Linked DNA regions of Mus musculus: all the other regions are linked to region 1. Evidence: chromatin contacts called from public HiChIP or PLAC-seq data. All regions are on one chromosome and are shown on one strand. Each heading gives the region's core, a stretch centred on a gene start, on an enhancer-like site or on the middle of the called end of the contact. The rest is flanking DNA. Distances are from core to core; before and after follow the strand shown. Region 1 holds the start of Vps39 (VPS39 HOPS complex subunit). Region 2 overlaps Ubr1 (ubiquitin protein ligase E3 component n-recognin 1). Region 3 holds the start of Rpap1 (RNA polymerase II associated protein 1).

Region 1 (2,788 bases), core at 94-2,593:
GCATGAGGATCCGGGTTCGTTTGGATCCGTGTCATCCATGTGACAAAGCTAGTGCCCTTAACACTGAGACTAGAGACAGGTGGGTCCCTGGAGCTTACTGGCTTGCCAGTGAGCTAGGCTGGCTAGTTGTAAAAGGGGTGGATATGTCTCAGAAACGAGCAAACAAAAACACAGGCCATTTCTCATAATGTGGAAAACAGCTGAGGAAGACATCTATCTGACCTCTGACCTGAAACATTGGTCAGTAACAGTGGCTCGCCAGAAGTGCTTACCAGATTGCATCTTCATTAATGTATCTGACCTTTGGGCGGGCTTCTCTAACATCTCTTGCAGGTAGATTCTGAGGTTGCTTCCCAACATCCTCCAGTGCACACATAACAGTCCCGTATGCAATCCCTAGGGGATTATGCCCGGGCTAAGGAACATTAGCCTATAATGGCTTTCCTGTTCAAGTGTATGAACTTACTTGAGTTCATACTACTCTCCAAAGTTTGAGTAAAGTTGGAATGAGGTCTGAGCCTGAATTTTTCAAAACTTGCTTGACTAGGCACTAGGAGAGAATCACTGGTCTACAGCTTTAACAATGTAAACCTAAGGTACAACTAAGAATTAGCTGAAATGTAATGATGGTACTGAAGCAATCTATTGACTGGCTAGAGTGTGTCAGACTTGACAGATGTTCACGATTCTAAGCAATCTTATTTTGAAGAAGGTTTTGCAGAGTATGAAAGTAAGGCCTGCAACAATCTATTTCCAAAGAAAAAGAAAAGCCAAATTTCCTAAGTGGTATATCTCCAACCCAAGACTGACGCCAAGGCAGAAGTTCCTTTTTCCTCCGTGGTTGGGAGGGCTGGTTTTTGAGACAGGGCCTCATGTATCCTAGGCTGGCTTCAAACTTGATACGTACTGAAGATAACTCTGAACCTCCTGCGTCCTGGGATGTCAGGCTGCCATCTCTCCTGACACGCAGCCCAGTGAGCTAAATTCCTCTTTATCGCGAGGTCTTCACTAAGTTGACTGCCTAAAATCAGTTTCTCGGGCTGGCGAGATGGTTCAGTGGTTAAGAGCACTGACTGCACTTCCAAAGGTCCTGAGTTCAATTCCCAGCAACCACATGGTGGCTCACAACCATCTGTAATGGGGTCTGATGCCCTCTTCTGGTGTGTCTAAAGACAGCTATAGTGTACTCATATAAATAAAACAAATAAATAAATCTTTAAAAAAAAAAAAAAAAAGATCAGTTTCTCTTCTACCACCACAAACACCAAGGGACTCTGAGCAGCTGGTATGGATGTGAACTCGGGTTGGGGGCGGAGCTTCTGCTGCGGAAGGGGCGGGCTTAAGGCAACAGGAAGTCCGGCGGCGAGGATGGAGTTGTTGCTGAAGGCCCTGTAGCAGGGGTCCCTGGTGGAATACGAGTCTTCCCTGTTTTCGGACGGCAGGCTCCTCCCAGCAGCAGGGGCGGGACAGTGGCGGTGAAGCTCCCGCAGCCATGCATGACGCTTTCGAGCCGGTGCCGATCCTGGAAAAGCTTCCCCTGCAGATCGACTGCCTGGCTGCCTGGGGTGAGCCGCGGGGCCTCGGGTCAGGGAGGCAGCGGCCCCTCACGCCGAGCTATAGAGAGGCAAGGCGTCTGACCCTGTGGGTGGGCTGCGGACGCAGGCTGTCAGAGAGGGCGGACGTGACTGGACCCCGGGCGGCTTGCGTGATTGCTAAGGACAGTCCATTTGTGGACGCTCCGCGCTCTCTCTTGTGCGCTATGCAGTTGGAGGCTGAGCTCACATTATTAATGTGCTCTGTTGGGGCCCATTTCGGTTCCCAAGAAGTCTTGAGTGAAAAGGGCAAAGCCTGCCAGGTGCTTCACCTTGTTAAATGATTGCGGTGTGTTCTAGGTGACAGACAATGTTAGCACCGTATGCTTCAGAGCATTTAGTGTTCACTTAGTTTATTTTTCCTTTTAGTAGTTAGCTCATATAACTACCTTATGTCGTGAGGTGCCCAAGTTACCTGACTGAAGTGGAAGAGCATCATAACAGATTGCTGTGAAACCTGACCCATGCGACCTTGTATACTTTTTCTTGGGATTGACCAATGCAGAAAGCAAGGTCAGCATCCTTCATGTTTTCTGGAGTTCAAGAACGTAAATCTTGGCTCTCAGGCTACATCGAGTGCTTTTCTATGCATCGTTATTACCCATAACAGGCTACGTAAAAATAATTCAGTCTTTTCTGTTAATGTCCATGCCCTAAATATCAAGAAACATCAAGGGCCCATACAAAGGTAAAGTTCAGAATCTGTACGTAGAGTTTACCCTAAGGAAGGCACCACGATGGACCACAAGGAAATGTTGATGGTGACCAGTGTGCCGAGCATCTGTTGCTAGCGCTTCCCAGGCATCCTTGCAGGTTCTTTGTGGCCTCCTTAGAGGGATTCACATCTTTTTTTTTTTTTTTTCCCTGTGCTCTTCTTTGAGCAGCCCCTAGCCTCTGTAAAATAGTACCTCCAATGTAAACTGATGTAGTCCTTTGAATTAGGGAGAGAATAGAACCCAATTTCCTACAGCCATCTCAAGAAAACCTCATTTCCTGGAGGAAAGTGCTCTCAATAGAGAATAATACATGGAGGGGTTCATTTCTCTTTTGTTTCATTAAATATGTTCTGGATACCCACCTGTACCGTTCTCTCTACTATGGACAGGAATACAAGGATGAATGAGAAATAGTATCTGTGTACCCAGAACACTTTGGGGGTCAAAAGCATGAGGACAGGTTATGACACCAGATAGATG
Region 2 (2,788 bases), core at 113-2,612, 600 kb before region 1:
AATTTCCCTTTGATTGGTGGGCTTATTTCTAAATTTTGACTCCCAGTTTTTGGATGTCTTTGCTAGTTATGTGAATTTCTTGGTGATAACAGTTTCTCTAAGAAATTCCTGTGCTAGAATACTCTTATTTCTCTGTCAACTTTAATAGATAACTTTTCAGGGAAGGATAGCAATTTTGGTTGACAGTTTCAGGGCCATACTTTTTCTGACTTTGAGGACTGCTAATGAAAGATTAATGTTGTTCTGATCTTTCTGCCTCTGAATGTGAGTTAGTGTGTTCTTTTACAGATATTAGTATTTTGTGTTTTTTGTTTGTTTAGTTTGTTTTAATTTAAATATGCCGTGGAGAAATTCTTCTCTAGGAAATTCTTAATTATAATTTAAAAAATAGTTTGTCTAAGCCTCTTTACATGATTTGCCATAACTCCTTAAGCTAGGCCATGGATTCTAGGTTAGATTTCTTGATGTATCCCGGACTTCTTGGAAGTTTTGGTTATCTTCATAATTTTTTTTTCTTTCTGTAAGCCTGTATGTGTTATTGTCCCAACTGGTGCCCCCCTCTGGAACTAGTCCTTAGCCCTTGGTCCTGGTCTGCTGTGACTTTGGTTTTTTTCTTTCATTTCCAGAATTTGGTTTGGCTCTTTTTTTGCATGTTTCCTTGCCAAATTCTCCCTTAATTTTCTCTCAAAATTACTGATACTTTCATCTGTTTCATAACTTTCTTGTGTTGATCCTAACTGACTTCTTAACCTGTTTATAGAATTCCTGTGTATGGTTGTTGATCCTGTTTTTAAAACTAGACTTTGAAATCCTTAAGCCTTTTAGTTAGGTCATTATCTTTGTGTTGGTGTTGTGAGTTTGTGGGAGTGTGTTGTGGTGCTGTCTTTGGCGTTCTTTTGCTGGGCTTGCACTTTCATTGGCAATTCCCATCCCTAGATACAACCTTTTGTTCTGGCAATCTGTTCTAATCTTCTGGCTCCCTCTTATTCTTTGTCTTCAGCTGCCTCTGCTGCCCTGTACTGTACTGCATGGACTCAGGGAAGAACTCAGCTCCACTGCACTGCACTCAGTGCACTCAGTGCACTCACTGCACTGCACTCACCTCACTGCCCTCACTGCACTGCAGTCACCATACTCACTGCACTGTACTCTCTGCACTGCACTGCACTGCAGTCACCACACTCACTGCACTGTACTCTCTGAACTGCACTCAGTGCACTCAGTGCACTCACTGCACTGTACTCACCTCACTGCCCTCACTGCACTGCAGTCACCATACTCACTGCACTGTACTCTCTGCACTGCACTCAGTGCACTCAGTGCACTCCCAACTGACTCCTTCTCTGTCTCTGGGCTCCTCTTAAATTGCTTCTCTTTCATGTGCGTCTCTTTCCTCTTAAGAATTGGGAGTATCCTATTTCTGACTCATTCTGTCAGATCTTTCTCTGATTCATTACTTTGTTTACTCCTCAATTAGCCACTTTTCAAACATGGCCTCTTCCTTCTACAAACATACTGGTGTGTGCTAAGGGATTGTCTGTATTCCAGCCAGAAGGGTTAAAAGTGTGTGGCATGTCTACATTCCAGCTGGATCATACAGACCTAGGTCTTTGGATGTGATCCCTTGCCAGGGCAGCCATGCCATTGGATTATAATTCATCTACATTGGAGCTCAATGTTTCAGAATCCTTCTGTTGACCCTGTTCTGGAAGAACTGTCAATCAGATGAACTCGACTGAGCTAAGATATGTAAATATTACAAAGAACAAAGTGATGTAGTCATGATTGTAAGCCAAAACAAAACAAAACAATAAACAAACAAAACAAAACAAGAACTCAAGAAAATTAACCAAAAAGAAATGAGAAACTTTAGTACAGTTTACAAAGATTTCTAGTCTTTTTTTGTTTGTATGCTTGTTGCTCTTTAAGACAGCTGGCCTGAAACTCAGGTTCCTCCCAAGCAGAGCCTTCCAATTGCTGGGCTTGTATCTGTTTACTACTATTTGCACTGAAATAAACAAGCAACAGTAAAATGTCTGCTTTTTTTGTTTAATATATTTAACAAATATTTTTGATTGGCCATATGAGCAATGCCTTTTAGGAGATGGAATGGGAGATGTTTAATTCATTTTGATAGAAAACAATAAAATGCTTAGGTGGAGGGGGGTGAGAATTGTGCTAGATTCATTCATTTTGAGACAGGGCCTCTATGTAGCCGTGGCTAGCCTGGAACTCACAGAGATCAGCCTTACTTAGCCTCCAAAGAGCTAGTGGTAAAGCCATGTCTCACGTATCCAGGAAGCTAGCTTTATTTTTAGAAATCTGAATTCAGTCTCAAATCTGATCTTGGACATTTTTGGATTTAAACTTATTTTGGGAAAGTAATCAGTATTCTGGAACTGCTTATCTGGAGGTGGGAGAGGACGGCTTTAGGTAGCACGCTAGCTCCTGCAGCACTGTGATTTCAGCCTTTATTCCCTCTGCCTTGGTGAGTGTGCTATCCAGATTCTGCCAGGCACATGGAATTGTGCCAAGCTTAGTGGAGCATCACCAAACATAAGCAGACCTAACTAATAGCGCTGGAAGCGAGTTGTGGAGCATTGAAGAAAGGCTCCTTTAAGATGAAAGGAAAAGCAAGTTCTCCCGTATTTCTGTTGTTTATTTTCTTGTTTTGGTTTTTTTCATTGTTTTTATAACTTCTGGTTCTCTTGTCCCAGTTGGGTTTATTTCTAAGATGCAAATGCCTTTCTTGAAAAATTCTTTCCTAAGCACTAGGTAGAAGCAGAAG
Region 3 (2,788 bases), core at 116-2,615, 570 kb after region 1:
CTCTCCAGCCCCCCAAAACACAGATTTAATAAATAGAAATAAAAAAACATTTTTAAAAATGAGCACCTGTTGTTCTTTCAGAGTTCAATTCCCAGCACCCACATGGTGGACCACAACCATCTGTAACTCCAGTTCCTGGAGATCTAACTCCCTCTTGTTGCTTCTCAGGGCATACACATAATGCACAAATATTCATGCAGGCAAATGTGTTTGTTTGTTTGTTTGTTTATAAAGACAGGGTTTCTCTGTATAGCCCTGGCTGTCCTGGAACTCACTTTGTAGACCATGCTGGCCTCGAACTCAGAAATCTGCCTGCCTCTGCCTCCCAAGTAAATGTGTATATTTAAAAGGAAATAAATATAAAAATTAAAAAAAAAAAAGGTTTTTGCCCATAGGTGATGGCACACACCTTTAATTCAAGAGACTGAATTTGAGGCCAGCCTGGTCTACAGAGTGAGTTCCAGGATAGCCAGGACTGCACAAAGAAACCCTGACTGGAAAAATGTAAAAACAAACAAAATGAAACAAAAAAAAACCAGGGTCTCACTGTGTAACCTAAGTAGACATTGAGTCTGTCATCCTCCAATATCAGTCTCCCAAGTGCCAGAATTACTCAAGCCTTTCATATCACAAGGCTGAAAGAACTTCTCTTGTGAAAAGGTAACTACTAATTGCAGCAGTCTGCTCCATACAAGTGGTTAGTGCAAGTGCTTGGGTTTCAGACCATCCAAGTTTAGAAGTTCAGGGGGCAGAACTGATTGGTAAAGTTTTGTTTTGTTTTGTTGTTGTTGTTTTATCAAAGTTGATTCTGGCTAGACCTTAAAGGGGATAAACTTTGTGGGAAGGGACGGCAGGGAAGGGGGTTGAATTCCCAAGAGGAGAGACTGACATAAACGAAGGGAAGATGCTTAGGAAGCGGGTAACCTTGATGACAACCAGTTTCTTTAGTCTTCTCACTAACACCCAATTCTTACAGTGCTCTCTGGGAGAGTTGCTTTCTTTGGATCTCCCTCTCACAGTTACCTTCTCGCTCGTCTAAAAGCACACTGGGGAGATCGCATTGGTTTGTGTGCAGACTTTTGTATGCTGAGTGCGGGGAGTGGAGCGGGAATACAGGACGCAGTTAAGCACGGTGTTGAGTGCAGAAGGACGTTTGTGCAAGTTTTTACATCTGCCGTGCTGTGGAAAGACCTGGGTCTGCATTACATCAAACGCGTGTGTTCCCAGCGTCTGTGTAAAGAAAGATTAGTCGCCGCAGGCTTCGCCGCTTGAGGTTCAGAGACACAACGCTGAGCTGGGAGCCCTCGAGCTCCCGGGCGAGCCACAGCGCGGCAGGCGGGGCTGCTCGGCGGAAGCCGAACTCTAGAGGCGGCGGAAGTGCCAGTCCGCACGGCCAAGATGGCGGCGCCCAGGCGGGTTTGGTTGGAGTAGGTTGCTGTTTGCAGAGACCCCGATCAAGTTACTCAGGTGGAGAACCCAGAAGCAAGGTGTCTGGTTACTTTATCATACCTGCTTGGGAGTCTTTGCACAGAAGTAGCTTGTGTTACCTAAACCTCGGGTACAGCTCTTCATTTCGAGCCTCACGAGCTGTCTCTTGGTTGCAGACGCGGGCGATCCAGGATGCTTAACTAGAGCCTGAGGTGCAATCTCTGGATTGGTCGTGTCGCCGATAGGCTGCGATGTAAGAGGCTATTCCAAAACCCAGTAAATCCATTGTTAGTTTTCCTTCGCTTTAGAGGTTATCTGTCGGAATTATCCTTATTATAATTCAAGGCGTAACTTTTAGCACTAATTGATTTTAGACAAATCCCCCCCCTGGAGTTTGTGGGGGAGTACATTTGCTTCTTTATGTAGCATGGGACTTGCTGTTTTCATTCACTGAAGTTTATTTATATAACAGATACTGTGGAAGGCACGCTGCATGCAGTAATAACTTGCTGTTGTTTTGAAAGGTTTCCTGTATCCCAGGTTGAATTGAAACGCCTTATCTTCCTGCCTCCACTTCCCAAATGCTGGGATTAGTCTGTCTCAGCCTTGTGCATTTTACAGGCTTGAAACTTAATTTGGAATAGCTTAAATAATTTGCCTAATTTTACACTAGTAAGTAGTGGAGCTAGTATTTTATTTCTGACTTAGGTTTCTAATGTTGCTGTTAAACAACCCGTCACAGCCCCGTGTTTGTGTGTGTATTTACTGGGCAGTGAAACTACTGGGGTTCGGGAATCGTCTCACAAACACCAATCTCAGACAGGGATAGTTTAGTGAGCATATATTCCATGACTTGACCAAATTCCATGGTCCAGATTTGGGAACTGGACCATACCCCTTGAATTAAGATCCTACAGGATTTTTAGGCCCCAAATCCACAAACATCTGTGCCAAGTTATTCAGGATTTAGGGATGGAGGATTTCCTTGGGAACATGTCTTTGTTGTACACCACTCACTGTGTTCCTATTGGTTGGGGTATTCAACTGTGGCAGGGGACTTGCCTTATCTAATATTCAGGTCTTAACTTGTCTACTGGGATGGGACTTGTCTAACATTCATGTGTCTTAACTTGCCAATTAGGAGGTCAATTACGCAAGTACATGTCTCTTTGTGCCAAGTAAACTTGACTTGACCACTACTCAAGATGGAAGTATTATTCCAAATAGTTTCTTATACTGGTACAAGTGTCTCTTTTTTTTTTTTTAAAGATTTATTTATTTATTTATTTATTATATGTAAGTACACTGTAGCTGTCTTCAGACACTCCAGAAGAGGGCGTCAGATCTCGTTACGGATGGT

The links. HiChIP or PLAC-seq counts read pairs in DNA pulled down with a chosen protein or histone mark.
Region 2: a contact with region 1 is called in an HNF4G HiChIP or PLAC-seq map of pancreatic cancer cells. The contact joins the enhancer-like site here to the promoter of Vps39 in region 1. A contact is called at or near these places in 8 of 39 promoter capture datasets (the 3T3-L1 cell line, the HPC-7 cell line, embryonic stem cells and 4 more), 1 of 484 Hi-C or Micro-C datasets (double positive thymocytes), 3 of 115 datasets of contacts at active chromatin or transcription factors (astrocytes, bone marrow-derived macrophages and pancreatic cancer cells) and 1 of 9 other capture datasets (adipose tissue).
Region 3: a FOXA1 HiChIP or PLAC-seq map of pancreatic cancer cells shows a contact between it and region 1. The contact joins the promoter of Rpap1 here to the promoter of Vps39 in region 1. A contact is called at or near these places in 1 of 484 Hi-C or Micro-C datasets (embryonic stem cells) and 1 of 115 datasets of contacts at active chromatin or transcription factors (pancreatic cancer cells).

The regions. Positions count from the first base shown.
Region 1 is chr2:120,351,692-120,354,479 of GRCm38.p6, reverse strand. Vps39 (VPS39 HOPS complex subunit) reads left to right here and starts at 1,343. Exons shown (of 25, transcript NM_178851.4): 1 at 1,343-1,565. The coding sequence starts at 1,493.
Region 2 is chr2:120,951,130-120,953,917 of GRCm38.p6, reverse strand. All of the region lies in intron 4 of Ubr1 (ubiquitin protein ligase E3 component n-recognin 1), which reads left to right. Among named protein-coding and RNA genes, the nearest start is that of Ubr1, 18 kb to the left of the region's middle. Within about 2 kb of position 1,362, at least 19 of the 459 cell types and tissues checked have an H3K27ac peak or open chromatin away from gene starts, as enhancers often do. A contact at or near this core is called in pancreatic cancer cells, where this site is marked.
Region 3 is chr2:119,786,114-119,788,901 of GRCm38.p6, reverse strand. Rpap1 (RNA polymerase II associated protein 1) reads left to right here and starts at 1,365. Exons shown (of 25, transcript NM_001163701.1): 1 at 1,365-1,487.